Regions from separate parts of the Danio rerio genome. Here region 2 is linked to region 1. Evidence: chromatin contacts called from public HiCAR-type data. All regions are on one chromosome and are shown on one strand. The core of a region is the stretch at or near the end of the contact, and the rest is flanking DNA. Distances in the headings are between cores, read along the strand shown. Region 1 has its middle 150 kb from the start of lpar1. Region 2 overlaps musk (muscle, skeletal, receptor tyrosine kinase).

The links. HiCAR-type assays count read pairs that join an accessible place to other places.
Region 2: a HiCAR-type map of caudal fin shows a contact between it and region 1, with 16 times the contacts expected there. The contact joins two enhancer-like sites. A contact is called at or near these places in 6 of 18 Hi-C or Micro-C datasets (caudal fin, embryo, fibroblasts and 2 more) and 1 of 4 datasets of contacts at active chromatin or transcription factors (caudal fin).

Annotation. Positions count from the first base shown.
Region 1 is chr10:15,046,435-15,053,644 of GRCz12tu, reverse strand. No RefSeq gene overlaps it. Among named protein-coding and RNA genes, the nearest start is that of lpar1, 150 kb to the left of the region's middle. Within about 2 kb of position 4,009, at least 4 of the 62 cell types and tissues checked have an H3K27ac peak or open chromatin away from gene starts, as enhancers often do.
Region 2 is chr10:15,283,159-15,290,368 of GRCz12tu, reverse strand. musk (muscle, skeletal, receptor tyrosine kinase) reads left to right here. Exons shown (of 17, transcript NM_001004503.2): 13 at 919-1,078; 14 at 1,197-1,383; 15 at 3,909-4,103; 16 at 5,046-5,194; 17 at 5,507-7,210. The coding sequence ends at 6,192. Among named protein-coding and RNA genes, the nearest start is that of lpar1, 84 kb to the right of the region's middle. Within about 2 kb of position 4,543, at least 8 of the 62 cell types and tissues checked have an H3K27ac peak or open chromatin away from gene starts, as enhancers often do.

The DNA.
Region 1 (7,210 bases), core at 2,760-5,259:
TGTCAATTTCTGGCCAGCAAAGCTGTCACTTCAAAAAAAAAAAAAAAGGCAAAAAGTCACCAAAGTCACTTCCAAACACAACAAACTTTATGCTTCATTAGAGCATTTAAACCAACATGCAGTTACAGTTGGCTTCGTCGAGACAGTAAATAATTCAGGTTTGTTTACAATCAGTGTCTCCAGACTGTGTTGACGTGATAGTCACTGTTTCTTTGTATTACAAAGGACGTGACCTTTTAATATTCACATGCCTTAGAGAATAAGCAATTCAGTCATTCTTACTGTAAAGCCTGAGTTGAAACAAAGGCAAGCAGCGCAAACTGAAACACAGAGACCTTCTGGCATCCTGCAAACTTGCTTCACGCCCTGCAGAATCATTTAGCTCAGGGTGGGAGTTGCAGAAAAGGCAACTTGGGAGTTCCCTGGACGGCTGTTTTTATACTGCCATTTCAGTGACCCGATCAGCCTGAACGCTCATGGCTGCTCGTAAAAAAAGGACACAGAGCAGAGAAAAATATGCTTTTCCAATTTACAACATAGGATTTTCAGTAAGCAACCAGTGTGTTACACATGAATATCAATATAGTGAAATGGAAAAAGATTATGGATGTAAAATCTGTTCACACACACACACACACACACACACACACACACACACACACAAACACAAATACAAATACTACAATATGGTCAGGGGACTATGTACAGGAAACATCAGAGTCATGCAAGTCAGCATAATCATAACAAGAACTAAAATGTAAATAAAACACAGGGCATAGAATAGAAGATATATTGAGCAACTAACTAAGGCACTGGTGAACATAATAAATAAACCAAATATGCAGCTGTTTCAGTTTCATATCTTTCTAATTTAAATCTCAAATTTGTAAAAATATGCTCCCCAATGTCTGCGGAAAATATGCTGCCCTATGTCACCAATTCTGTTCATTTTTTGGACAGAATTTCTATGTGCAATCTTGGGCCGGAGAGGGTTCTGTTCGGGGACCACAAGAGTTCGGAATCAATCGGCTGAAATTAGTTTCCTTCGCCAGGGTGACAGGGCGCACACTTATGGATTGGGTGAGGAGCTCAGTCAACCGGGAGGAGCTCGGAGTAGAGCCACTGCTCCTCCACATCGAGAGAAGCCAGCTGAGCTGGCTCAGGCATCTGTTTCAAATGCCTCTTGGACACCTACCTAGGGAGGTTTTCCAACCATGTCACAATGTGAGGAGGCCTCTGGGGAAGACCCAGAAAACGCTGGAGGAACTATATCTCTTGGCTGGCCTGTTGGAGGAAGTGTCTGGGTGGAGGGAAGTCTAGGATTCTTTCCTGAGACTGCTCCCCCCCGTGACCCGGCCCCAGAAAAGCAGATGAAAACAAATAAATGGATAAAGAAATGCTCCCCAATATGCAAGTAATGGATATTAAATGGTAAAGTAAAATTTACAGCAGATAATTCTACATAAATAAACTACATATATGTAATAAAGATGGACAGATTTTATAAGATCTTTTAGGTATGTACACTACCAGTCAAATTTTGGGATAAGTAATTTTTTTGAACTAAACTTGCACCATTTTGCCCTAAAGCTGACTGGGCAGACCAAGTCATTAGCGAACTTTGCCAGATGGTACAGTAGGGCCCACGCTGTCTACCACATCATCGAGACTCATCCCAATCAACCAGTTGGTGATGCTACAGCAGCTTAAAACACAAAATTGTAATTGTAACTCCTATAAACCAGTGGCCACAGACTCATGTGCCTTATAGAATCCTTGGCTCAAGCCCTACAGGGAGCATTTGTCAGAGAACCGAACAGAAAAAAAAAAATAAAAAAATGCTAACTAGTCCTACAATAATTTATTTGCCTGATCTGAACCAAAGTGGTGTAAATATGCAATTTATCTGCTCATACACAGGTTCCATGAAAAACACCATGGTGAAACCAGAAACTGGTCATGAAACTAACAAAAAAAATTGGCATGCAGTGTATTTGTCCAAGATGGCACCCATCTGTGAGGGTAGGTGTATCGCTAGATTTAATGGGGCATTTGACCAGTAAAATTTGCCAGTGCCCCAGTAAATGCTTTCAGTTACAGTTTACTTTATATGTGCATTAATTACAAGTGGTAATGCTAGAATAAATACATTATTCTCTATGTACAAATGAACCATTGATAGCAATGTTGTTTAATCGAAAACAAACTGACATGCCCCAGTAGAGCTTTATGTCTAGCAACACTCCTGTTCAAGGAAATTGGTTCTTCTCACAAAAAAAAAAAAAAAAAAACCCATAGACCAATGAATTTCAAAACTTCTTAGACAAGGTTAACAGTGTGACCAAAATTAAACTCGTGGTATTGCTTAGCTTTTAAAATGTCGAAAATCTGAAAGAAATTGGCCACTGTGGGGCGATATTGCATTTTACATATTTGTAACTGTATTACACAAGGCAACACAATGACTCAGTGGTTAGCATGGCAAGAAGGTCATAGTTTTGAGAATCAGCTGATACTGTTTGGAGATTGCATGTTCTCCCTGTGTATGGGTGTCTCCCATTACTGAGTTGCACCTAGAAGGGCATCCGCTGTGTAAAACATATACTGCATAAGTTGACGGTTGATTCTGCTGTGGTGAGCCCTGATGAAAAAAGGGACTAAGCCAAAGGTGAATGAATGAATGTATTGCACAACATTTCGCACAGACACACAATATGTATCATATTAAAAGATGTCAGGCCTCTTCAATCTGAACGTTGACTTAAAAATAATGTTGCCCACCAAATATTATGATATATTTTCCAAAACAATCTCCTTGCGCAAACTAGTCCAAGGTTTTTCACTCAGCTTTGAAAAAAATCACTGCAGTGCTTTAGCTATACTTGTTAAAAAGGTGGAGAAGGCTGTTTTTATTATTATTTTTTTGTTTGTTTTCTGGCGACTAGCTTGAAATTGACTTTTTTAAAGTACTTTTACACTAGTAACAGATTTATTTAAGGATAAATACTAAGCTTACAGGCCATAGACCACCTAAACTAGATAATTGCTACTACAGACATTTATTTTAAATGTTATTTGCTCAAAAATGCTGTTTATTTTATTATAAGTATTATTAAATAGTGTAAAAAGCTAATATGGAAAGCTGAAGTCCAGTGTCACATGACTCTTTAAATAATTCTAATATGATGACAAATTGTCCAAAGTGTAAGTGTGTGAATGAGTGTGTACGATGTTTCCCAATGATGGTTTGCAGCTGGAAGGGCATCCGCTGTGTAAAACCTATACTGGATAAGATGGCGGTTCATTCCGCTGTGGCGACACCAGATTAATGAACGGAATAAGCTGAAAAGAAAATGAATGATTCGCTGTTCTACAATGATCAGTAGTTATTGGTGCTCAGTCATTCTTATAATTATCAGTGTTGCAGAAAGGCAGCTTGGGAGTTTCCTGGACAGCTGTTTTTATACTGTACCTTGATTTTAGTTACCCGACCAGCCCAAAAGCTCTCAGCTGCTTGTAAAATTGGAGATAGAGGAGAGTACTTTTTTTCCCAGGTTACTCCAATAAATAAAAAACAACACAATATTGAAACAACACATGTATTGCACATAAAGGTTTTGTGAGATCTTATGGACACAACCATTCAGAGGTTTTGGATTAGTAAGACTTTTTAAATGTTTAGGAAGCCAACTGGGCTCGCAAATACTCCATTCATTAAATCAAAAATACAGATCTACAACATAATCAGTATCTTTACTCCAGTCTACATTATCAATTGATCTTTAAAACATATTAACACGCTGATAGCTTCTGCACCTTTATTTCCGAAAGCGGGACAAGAGGTGCCTCAGTCAGTGTGTGTGTAGTTTTATATTGTAGAAGCACATGCTGTTCTAGTGATTAATGCATTTGTATTTTTATTTTTTTTCACCAGGTTTTGTGTAATAATCCTCCTGTGCAGCTAGGATCGACTCGAGATGCCACACTTGCTGCTTTTGTGCTCCATCTAGTGGACCAAACAGGCGAGGCACAACTGTGATTCGTGCATTAACTGTATTCACTGCACATTAGTTCGTTGCATAAAAAGTTTAACCAAACATAACAATGCATGTAGGTTAAGGACAAGAAGTTGAATTTATTAATCCATAACGTTATATATGTATGTGCCATTCTACAGACACATTTTCTCCACCCTGCTTTCCTTTTCAGAATGGTTGGTATGGCAATATATCTAAAAATCAATTGCCTTTATGAATACACATTAATGACAGATTAATGATTTTTTTTTTACTATATATTATTGTGGATTAAATTAAAAACGCATACCATTTTTGTCACTGGTGTTTAAAAAAAAAGTATTAGGCCAATACTTTTTTTTTATTTTGGTAATAGGCTATATATATATATATATATATATATATATATATATATATATATATATATATATATATATATATATATATATATATATATAATTTATTTATTTATTAGCACATGTAATCAGGTTTACAAAAAAATGTTGATAAAGCAACACATAATGTTGGAGTATACATTTTATTTGTTTTAATCAGGTTTGTTAAAAGTGTTAATTATGTTCATTTCCACAACCATGTTTGCACATTTTTGTGGACATTTGTGATGAAGAAAAGCACATTAACACTAATGACACAAATAAATTATTAGCCATGAAATCATTAACCATAAAAAAGTAACTCCAGTTACAATTTTCATTAAAAAAAAATATTTTTTTTTTATGAAATGTCAGCTGCACAATATAAAAATGATTGTCATGGTGACTCTGTATACTCACTAAACTAAGTAGATTAAATTATATACTATTTACAATTCCAGTGACGCCAAATAAAAGCTTGATATTTGAAATCATGTAGGTAAATACACTTAACAAAACAAAATAATTGCAAAACATGTGTTTTTGTTCTAATTTGAACTCTGAATTTAAAGATCTAAACCCTTTTCTACGTGGACAAAAGGCCTATTTTAAGCTTTATATGTCTGTTAAGTCTATAGGGAAAGAAAAAAAGAGAGATATTTTTGTAGAAAAACCCAAAGAAAATGATTAGCTTATACTGGCTGTAAGTTAATGACAATAATGTTGTATACAATGTTCAGTTTCTTGCATCAAATATTTATTTATTTTTTCTTATTTTAGTGTCGCTGCTAACTTGCATTTTATGAATGACCAAGGACCACAATTTTACCTACAAAGCTCATTTATTATTTTGCTGAAGAAAATTAAAATAATAATAACAACAACAATAATAAATAATAATAATAATAATACAAATAACCAGCATGGCATTGAATGGCATGGTAATGTGTGAATTAACAGCAGCACGTTCATTTGTGACTGAACTATTTTATTTTCATTACCATTACAGTGTAAAAATAAATAAATAAATACAAAATAAATAAATAAATATATATATATATATATATATATATATATATATATATATATATATATATATATATATATATATATATATATATATATATACAGAACTTGTATACAGAACTGTACTATATTGTACAGAACTACAGTACAACATACAAAAGAGAGAGACAATAATACAGGTAAGTGACTTTCTAATGATTTGATCAGCTGTAGTTCTTCTAAGGGCTTATTATGTGGAATGCTAAAATGCTATGTGGAAACTTCCACTTTGGGGAAATGTTTGGAAAACGTCACAATAGTTGAACCTTTCCTTGCCCCCAATGAGAGGTTATGCCAAGCCAAGAGAGTGAGTGCAACTGCTTCACTGGAAGCATGGTCTACCAACATGTTCCCTGGCCCTTACTTATCACACTTCAACAGAAGTTTTACAGATTTAAATATATTGTTTGGGATTTGTAATGCATCTAGTTACTTTCTAGGAATTTTAATACCACAGTATTAATACCACAGTATATATATTCTGTATATTTTTGCTCCTTAAGACACCCATGTTGGCATTTTCTACATTAAAATGTTAATATATTTTATTTTTAAACTAATATTACTCCATTGTACAATATACTTTTTTACAAACATTCAAATGTTGTATTTCAGAGCACAACAAAAGCAGTGTATTGCTGAAGTAGGCTTCTTCTACATTCAGACACATTCATATGTTTGAACTGCATAACAATTAGGGATGCAACAATTTAAGATTTTGGTTGTACTATTATATAGTCTGAAGAATAATTATGGTTTCACTGTTATCACGTTCAATGTAAATTTAAGCTTTATATTAGGTAAGTAGCTTTTTAGATCAACTGTTGTTGCCATCTGCATTCATGCATACATAATCATTTAATGATAATTTGTCTAACATATCTTTTGTTTACATTGCACTGAAAGACACGCCCAACTCTCACCATGAGATGTTTTCTACTGCGTGCGCCCAGAAAGACGCAAGCGCGTCGCTCCGCTTGTGCGCGCATATTGTCATATATTCTTACATTAGAAATAACAAACTTGCAAGCGGAAAAAACGTGATATGGGAACGGCCGCTGCTATAGTTAATCCTGTGTGTGTGCGTATTAGCCTCGGTGTACTTTAAACTTAAAACTAGCGCACAGGCAACTTGGCATTTTGCAGCAGTTTCGTTTCATTTCGTGCAACAGAATTGTGGCGTAGAGAAGACTACGATTAATAAACTGTGATGAATTAAAGTGCAGTTAATAGTAAAATCGGCTAATCATTGCATCTCTATTAACGATATCAGTACATTGTACAAATAGCCTTTTCTACAATCATGTTTTCAGCTGCCCGCACCACTCACTAGCGATGACTCACGCTTTGTGCAGCCTGAACTTCAGCTCGTGCTGTTATTGAACAGAGACGTATGTCACTTCAAAACTATAGCGACCGTTTGTGGACTGAACTAAATTTATTTTTGATGTCTTGGTCACACTGTTTGGAGGGCCGGAACAAAGTGCCTCTGGGGCCAGATTTGGCCCGCGGGCCGCCAATTGAATAGCCCTGATCTAAAGCTTTGAGAACGGTCCGTATACAAGACATACAGCGTGTACACCGCATACAGCATACAGCAATTAAGAGGCTGGGTCTGCCTCCTCCATAGGCAGCGCATTCAGGTTCACTACGTGTAAAATGAACTCTATAGGACCCTAGGGAACCTAGGTGGGCCAGGGTCTCAGGAAAAACTTAAGACTGGGTTGGCTCAAAACGCTGGCACATTTCGCAGTC
Region 2 (7,210 bases), core at 3,294-5,793, 240 kb before region 1:
GCCCATAGTGTGCCTAAAGTGCAATACTTCATGGGTTTATCAATTTCATTGCAATCATGACACACCAACCTATCTGGCCTAGTTCAGGCCCAGTTATGAGTTATCAACTTGGCTGTGACTTGACCAGACTTCACTAGATATGGTCCATGTTTGACCCCTCTCTGAAGGACAGACTTGATCCAGGCATGTAGCGTAATTCACTTCAGCATGTGGACCAAGCAAAACCTGATTGTGTGGGCCAGAGTTGGGCCAGAGAAATTTTGCTATGTGGGTATGCTCTATCAGTAGAGAAAATAATTGTAGCTATCTGCTAGCCAAATAGTTATTTAAACATGCAGGCTTTTTAACCTTTAACAATGCTTTGTTAACATTTTATTCAAATCAGTCATGAAATAAAGGTTAAAACAACAATAATAGCAAATGACAATAGACTTGACTAAGAAATGATATTGGCATTTGTTGAGATGCTCTCGGGGAGAATTTGACCTTTTTTCTCTTTTCATACATTTCAACATGTTATCATTTCCCCCTGCAGCTGTAATCAAATATATCAGCTTGTTTATTTTCCTTTTCTTCCTCAAACAATAACCCAACCCCAAACAATTCAAATGCTACAGATTGGCATATGCTTAGTGACATTCAAACGATATGTACACAGAATACAAATGTTTTTGCAGCAAAAACAATAGAGGATCAAAATACATAAATCCAGAGGTTTCCTTTCAAAGAAAGTTTTGAAAAGAGATTATTTGGTATTCTTTAAAAACAACAAGGAATGTTTTAATGCAATTGGTTTCAACTTGAAAATGCTGGAAATATCAGGGATGAAGGGAATACTGAATTAAGCCACAGAGGATATGTGGCTTGACCACTGGTTTAGTTTTCTTGGTTGACTGCTCTTGTTTTTATCCCATTCAGGATCCCCATCAACACAGACTCTCTGTAGATGTGATTCCTGAGTTGCGAAATGCAGAAAACTACTGTCGTAACCCAGGCGGAGAAAGTGACAGACCCTGGTGCTACACTACAAACCCTAATGTACGCTGGGAATATTGTCTGGTGCCTAAATGTGGAGAAGGTATGTCATTTATGTCTCATATATTATCCATACTGAGTGCTAATCCTTTATTCAGATAAATGTCATTACAAAACTTGTTCCAAATAATCTGAGTTAATATTTTTGTTCCATTCTTTAGTTATCAGTATCAGGACTGCACCCTCAATTACAAAACCTGCCCACTTCTACCCTCCTCCTTCTGTGTCTACGGCCTACTCAATGAGTGTTATCATCTTTGTTATTGCTGGCTTTGCTGGAGCAGCCTTCTTCACCGTACTCATCCTTATGTGTCACAGACGAAAGAAAATGTGGAAAAAGAGGAAAAGGTAGATAATAGACTGTATAGTCACTTACTAAAATCACTTGAAATTGTAAAAGTTTTAAGACTCAAATTCCAAGAGGGGAGATTCATGAGGGTCGCTGTAAGAGATATGTTGTGCTACGTACAGTATGTTCATTTTGCTGGTTTTAGTTGGTGATGAAATAATATTAGCACTAAACCAACATTCTCAACCAAAGTCCTAACCCTAAATCCAACCAGACCATATAAAATTACTGTAGTCTAGAAAATTGATTTCCAACTCTGCTTCTGGGGAGCTATCATTCTGGGCTACCATTGTATTTCATTTTCAAAGTTTCAACAAAAACCCAAATTAAAACCAGCTAGTCATGTTTGATTCAGATACTTACAATCAGGTGTGCTGGAGTAGCATTGGCACTGAAATCTGCAAGTATGTAGCTCTCTATAAGTAGGTTTGAAGATTACTGATCTCTCCAGGGGTAGCCAACTAGTCTCCTAGAGCATAGAGTTTGCAATCCAAGTGCTGAAGAACTGCCAGCTGTGGATATGTTGTTTTCATAACCAAACAAACCCAAATTAAACTCTTTAGCTTGATAGTAGGCTTAAGAAAGACATCTTAAATGAGTTGTGTTCTGAGTTCTCTGGGACCAGGTCTGGAAACCACTGTGTTGGATAGCTACAATCTTTGGCTCACTTACAAAATCGTATCCGAACTGTGCCCAAACACGTTTCTGGGTTCTTTGACAAGTGTGAGTGCTCTGAATCAGGCTCAGGCATGGTTCAGTTGGCCAGCCCTGGCCTGGTTGAAAGGGGTGTGCCAGAGCGCAGTTCGAAACTGAAAATGCGACATCACTTTTTGGGGACTTTTTCATATGGATTTATTAAACATTCTTACTTTTCAAGGAACGCAAACTGTCATAGTTTATTAAAAACAAACTCTTTGCTGCACGACAGCTGCAACTTCAGCAAACCTCCTAATATGTGCAGCATGAGGACTTTTATGGTAATTTATAAGCATCAAAAGTTGTGGATCTGTTCAGCAAAATATTTGACTGTATGTCAATGCATCCCAAATGACAAAAAATAATAAAAAACAAAATAACTAAAGCAATCTCCATTGTAAAGAGCCAGAGCCTTTTCTTCTTGTTAAACTGAATAGTAGCATCATCTATGACATAAGTATGCTCCCACTCGGATGCAATGTGAGTTCAGGCCGTCAGAGTAGATGGGAGGGGGCACAAGCATGCTTCGGCATGGTTTAAGGTAACATCCCTAGTGAGAGTACACCCTTAAACCCCGCTCAAACTGTGCAATTGTCAATAATACCGTATGACTGCAGCTTGTCAGACTGCACAAACATTATTCTCATGTCACACTGTAAGATCGCAGTTGTCAGAGTGTCAGACAGAATGACAATGAAGATGTGCGAAACACAGACAAGTGCAAGAAAACCCATCCAGAGTTTGACGAAATTGATTCGTGACACATTCAATAACCCAGGTTCTGGAAAAATTCCCTTACAGATATCGTAAACAATATAGTGTAATTATGCTCACACATGCCTTAAGAATAAAACCAGAAAAAAAAAGCTTACTGAAGTAATTTGAGGTTGCCATGCTTCTGACGCCATGTCATCAGATTCAACACTCTTATTGGTTCTTGTTTTGACGCTTGTTGAAGCTGAAGTGACACTGCAGGAATATGTCTGACATTGTCTGACAGTGAGAGAACTTTATTGGAGGGAACATTTGATCACAACGGCCATTCAATTATTTTTAGTGAACATCTCAAACCAACGATCAAAGAATATAGAGTTTAGCTTAGGATAACAGGAGTCTTAAGTCTGCTCACACCAGACGCGCACATGCATAAATAGATACATGAACATTTTGAGTTTTCTTGCTTCTTACACACATCAAATTTTGCTTCATTCGTGCATCAAATTCACTTCACAACAGACAAGGATTCACATCATGGGCAGGGCTTCTGCTTCATTGCTAAATGGCTAATGTGGATTTTATTGAGAGAATAGCTGTGTTAATGTGCTTTTGGAAGCCTAAAAAACTGTGTATATTGGTTCGCGGTTGTGTCTCAGTCCACTAGATCCTTTCAGAGGTATACCCAGCTCTTTGAGTTCAGAGCTGAATTTGTGCCACAGGATGTCTATTCACACTTTTGCATTTACTTCAGTTCCAACCTTATGTAAACATTCATGAACCAGCTAATTGGGGTGTTCAGAATCACCTGAGAGGATAACGTGTTTAAGGAGGACTGGACATTAATTAATTAAGAATATAGCCCTACAGGAGCAGAGTTGACAATGGTCTATAGGAGATCTTTAATTTTGCTCCCAAACCCATGCTTGTAAAGCCCAAGTAATTCTGGAGATCTTAGTTGTCTTCTTTCTGCAAGAAAGGGGCTCTCTAGATGCTCCACCAAGAGTAGAACACCCTACATGAGGACAAAAATTGTACTTGTGGTTGCTTTGAAAGTTACATTACAGTTTTAACTAAATACCTCAAAACTAAACAGTTGTTCTTCCATATTCAGTAGGGTGCTGGAGACACCTACATTGACCACCCTCCCCTCAGAGCTCTTGTTGGACAGACTTCATCCCAACCCCATGTACCAGCGACTGCCTCTACTGCTTAACTCCAAGCTCCTCAGTCTCGAATATCCACGCAACAACATTGAATATGTCCGTGATATTGGAGAGGGGGCCTTTGGGAGGGTGTTTCAGGCGAGGTGAGAGCTACAAATATTACAAGCAAATGGTGCTAATTTCTGTCCTGATTTGGCACTGTCAATATTTATACAGACACTTCATTGCATGTCTTTTTTAGCATGGATTCATCAAAGTGAATTTTTACAAATAATTATTGAATTCTGTCCAGTTTTGTGAGTAATGATTAAACTTTTAGAAACTTTTTACTAACTCACCAACTAGATTTGAGACAACCTGATCCCAACCTGATGCAAAGGGCTGACATATATAGACCAGACGGCAACATACTGTAATTATGATATCAGGTACATAGTGACCCCAGGGAAATTCATCAGTGGGTAAAAGCTATACTCCATATGGCTGTATCCTGAAATAGGATCTTGGATAGGTCTAGTAAACATGTGATGTGTTTCAATATGAAACTTCCCTGTAGACTCTATCGTGTGAGCAAAGCACTGCAGCAGAGGTTATTTATAGACGCCCATTAGAAAAGTGTTTACTTCTCCAGGAACACACAGGAGCCTTTAGCACAGGAAGTGCAATCTTAATGGAATTCTAAGTTGGTTCTTGAATTTCTGCCATTGTGGTTCTGTTTCCACAGCTTGGCATCACTATTTAAAATATTTTAAAAGGCTTTAAGACAATTTGTTACAATGTGTTTAGGGATGTCTGGTTTGAGATCACTAAAGGTGGCCTACTACTGCACGAAGCAAAGTGTTTACCATTACAGTGAATATTGTATATACTGACAACCCAGTTTTGCAGGCTTGTGTGTTCTTGAGTACTTTGGCTCAGACTATTCTGCCTACTACATTATTATAGACGTTTCTCAAATTATTGGAGTTACAAGTTTGCATTGTACATATATTTTAAGGAAGATCAGCAAATATGAACTAAAACTGTTTTACTCTAATTCAAGTAAGCTGTTGCTACTAGTTCCTAATATGCTTGCTTTCCTTTAGAGCCCCAGGTCTTTTGCCAACGGAGCCCTTCACCATGGTGGCAGTAAAGATGTTGAAAGAGGAAGCTTCAACTGATATGCAGAATGACTTTCAACGAGAAGCTGCACTCATGTCTGAGTTTGATCACCCCAACATTGTCCGTCTCCTGGGTAATGTATCACAACTGCTTGCTTTCAAAGAAAGCAAAAATCTGCTTGAGGACTTTCCTAAAATGAACCACATCTGCTTCATATTACATGTATGTCCTTTCCTCAAGGGTACCGCAATCAAAAAGAAAAGCCTTAAAATAGCTTGACTCATCCATTTCAGTGTTGACCCAATGTGTAACCCCGCATCAGTCCCCTCTCTGGTATTCCGGAACCAGACTCAATGCCTCATTAAGTGTTAGAATAACAGAAGTGTATTTTTGGTTTGGTATCGACAGTGTGACTAAGCCAGTTGTTTGTGTATCTGTCATGCAGGTGTCTGTGCAGTGGGGAAGCCCATGTGTCTCATGTTTGAATACATGGCATATGGGGACTTGAATGAATTCCTGCGACGGCGCTGTGCAACCCAGCAGCCCAGTCTAAGTCGGGATACCTTGACTTCCAGCAGTCTCGTGTCAGAACCTGAGCGTTACCCACCCCTCAGCTGCCAGGAGCAGCTCTCCATTTCCAAACAGGTGGCAGCAGGAATGGCGTACTTATCGGAGCGCAAATTTGTCCACCGTGACCTTGCTACTAGAAACTGTTTGGTAGCAGAAAACTTGGTTGTGAAAATTGCAGATTTTGGTCTCTCACGCAATATCTATGCAGCTGATTACTACAAAGCCAGTGAAAATGATGCCATCCCGATTCGCTGGATGCCACCAGAATCTATCTTTTACAATCGTTACACCAGCGAGTCAGATGTTTGGGCTTATGGTGTGGTATTATGGGAAATCTTCTCATATGGCATGCAGCCTTACTACGGCATGGCCCATGAAGAAGTCATCTACTACGTAAGGGATGGAAATGTTCTTTCCTGCCCAGAAAACTGTCCACAGGAGCTGTATAACCTCATGCGTTTGTGTTGGAGCGGTCACCCCACTGACCGGCCTAGTTTTGCCAGCATTCACCGCATCCTGGAAAGAATGCATGACCAGATGCTCAAATCTGGTCTTTCTTGAGGATCTCTAAAATGCAGCTCCAATCATTAAGGAACTCATTACAATCCAAAGTAGCCCAGAGAGGTCATGAAGAAGCATAAAACACTTTATTGTATGCTCAAGAGGGCAAGCCGGAGGACCTTTTAGGGTCCCACAAATACCCAAGGACCCAAAAGAACATTGGGGAATGGGAAAAAAGCCTTAAACGATTGAAAAGGCTCACATACCTTGATCCCTCAAACTCTTTGAAGCTCAATAGTTTTTTTCTTTTTTTATGGCACAGATGTATGGTGGAGCTCAAATGAGAGCTACAGTAGTGAAGGCTTGAGGTTCATATCTTGAGAATTTCTGTAATCACCGGGTAATAATATACCACTTCAGTCTAAAATGAAATCTCTGCAAGCAGAGACATATAGTATAGTATTTTTTGCTTTTGTCTTCCCTTTGGATATATTTTAAGTAGTGAAAGTACTATTCATCTAGATATAGTTTTGTAAAATTCTTAAAAAGACATTCATTCAAGAACATGTTTCAGTGCTTTAACGTATAGACTGTTCTCAGCATTTCATTAAAAAAAAAAAAAAGTAGAATAGTATATTCCAAAGTGGCACATCATCACTTTATTTTATGCTTTGTTTTTTGTTTCACATTGATATTCCAAGATAAGATCTTTGTTTGTTTTGTTTTATTTGTTAGTAGTAAGTAAAACAGTGTAGTATGTAAATATGTAGCATACTTTATTTGTAAAATGATTTCATGAGTTAACCAAAATGTATTATGATATTGTCAAAGAAATGAAAACAAACAGACTGACTGACTATAATGGTTCAATCAGTTTTATTTTGACAAAATCCTATATAAAGATTTGTGGAATTTATATAGTTTATTACTAGTTTTCAGGTTATTTAGAAAATAAGGTCAATGTCTCTGAGATAACTCAAATAGAAGTAAGATCTCAAGTACTAACCAAAAGTTCTATATATTAAAGTGGGTATATAACAGTACACATTATAACAAATTCTACAACAACTTGACTTCA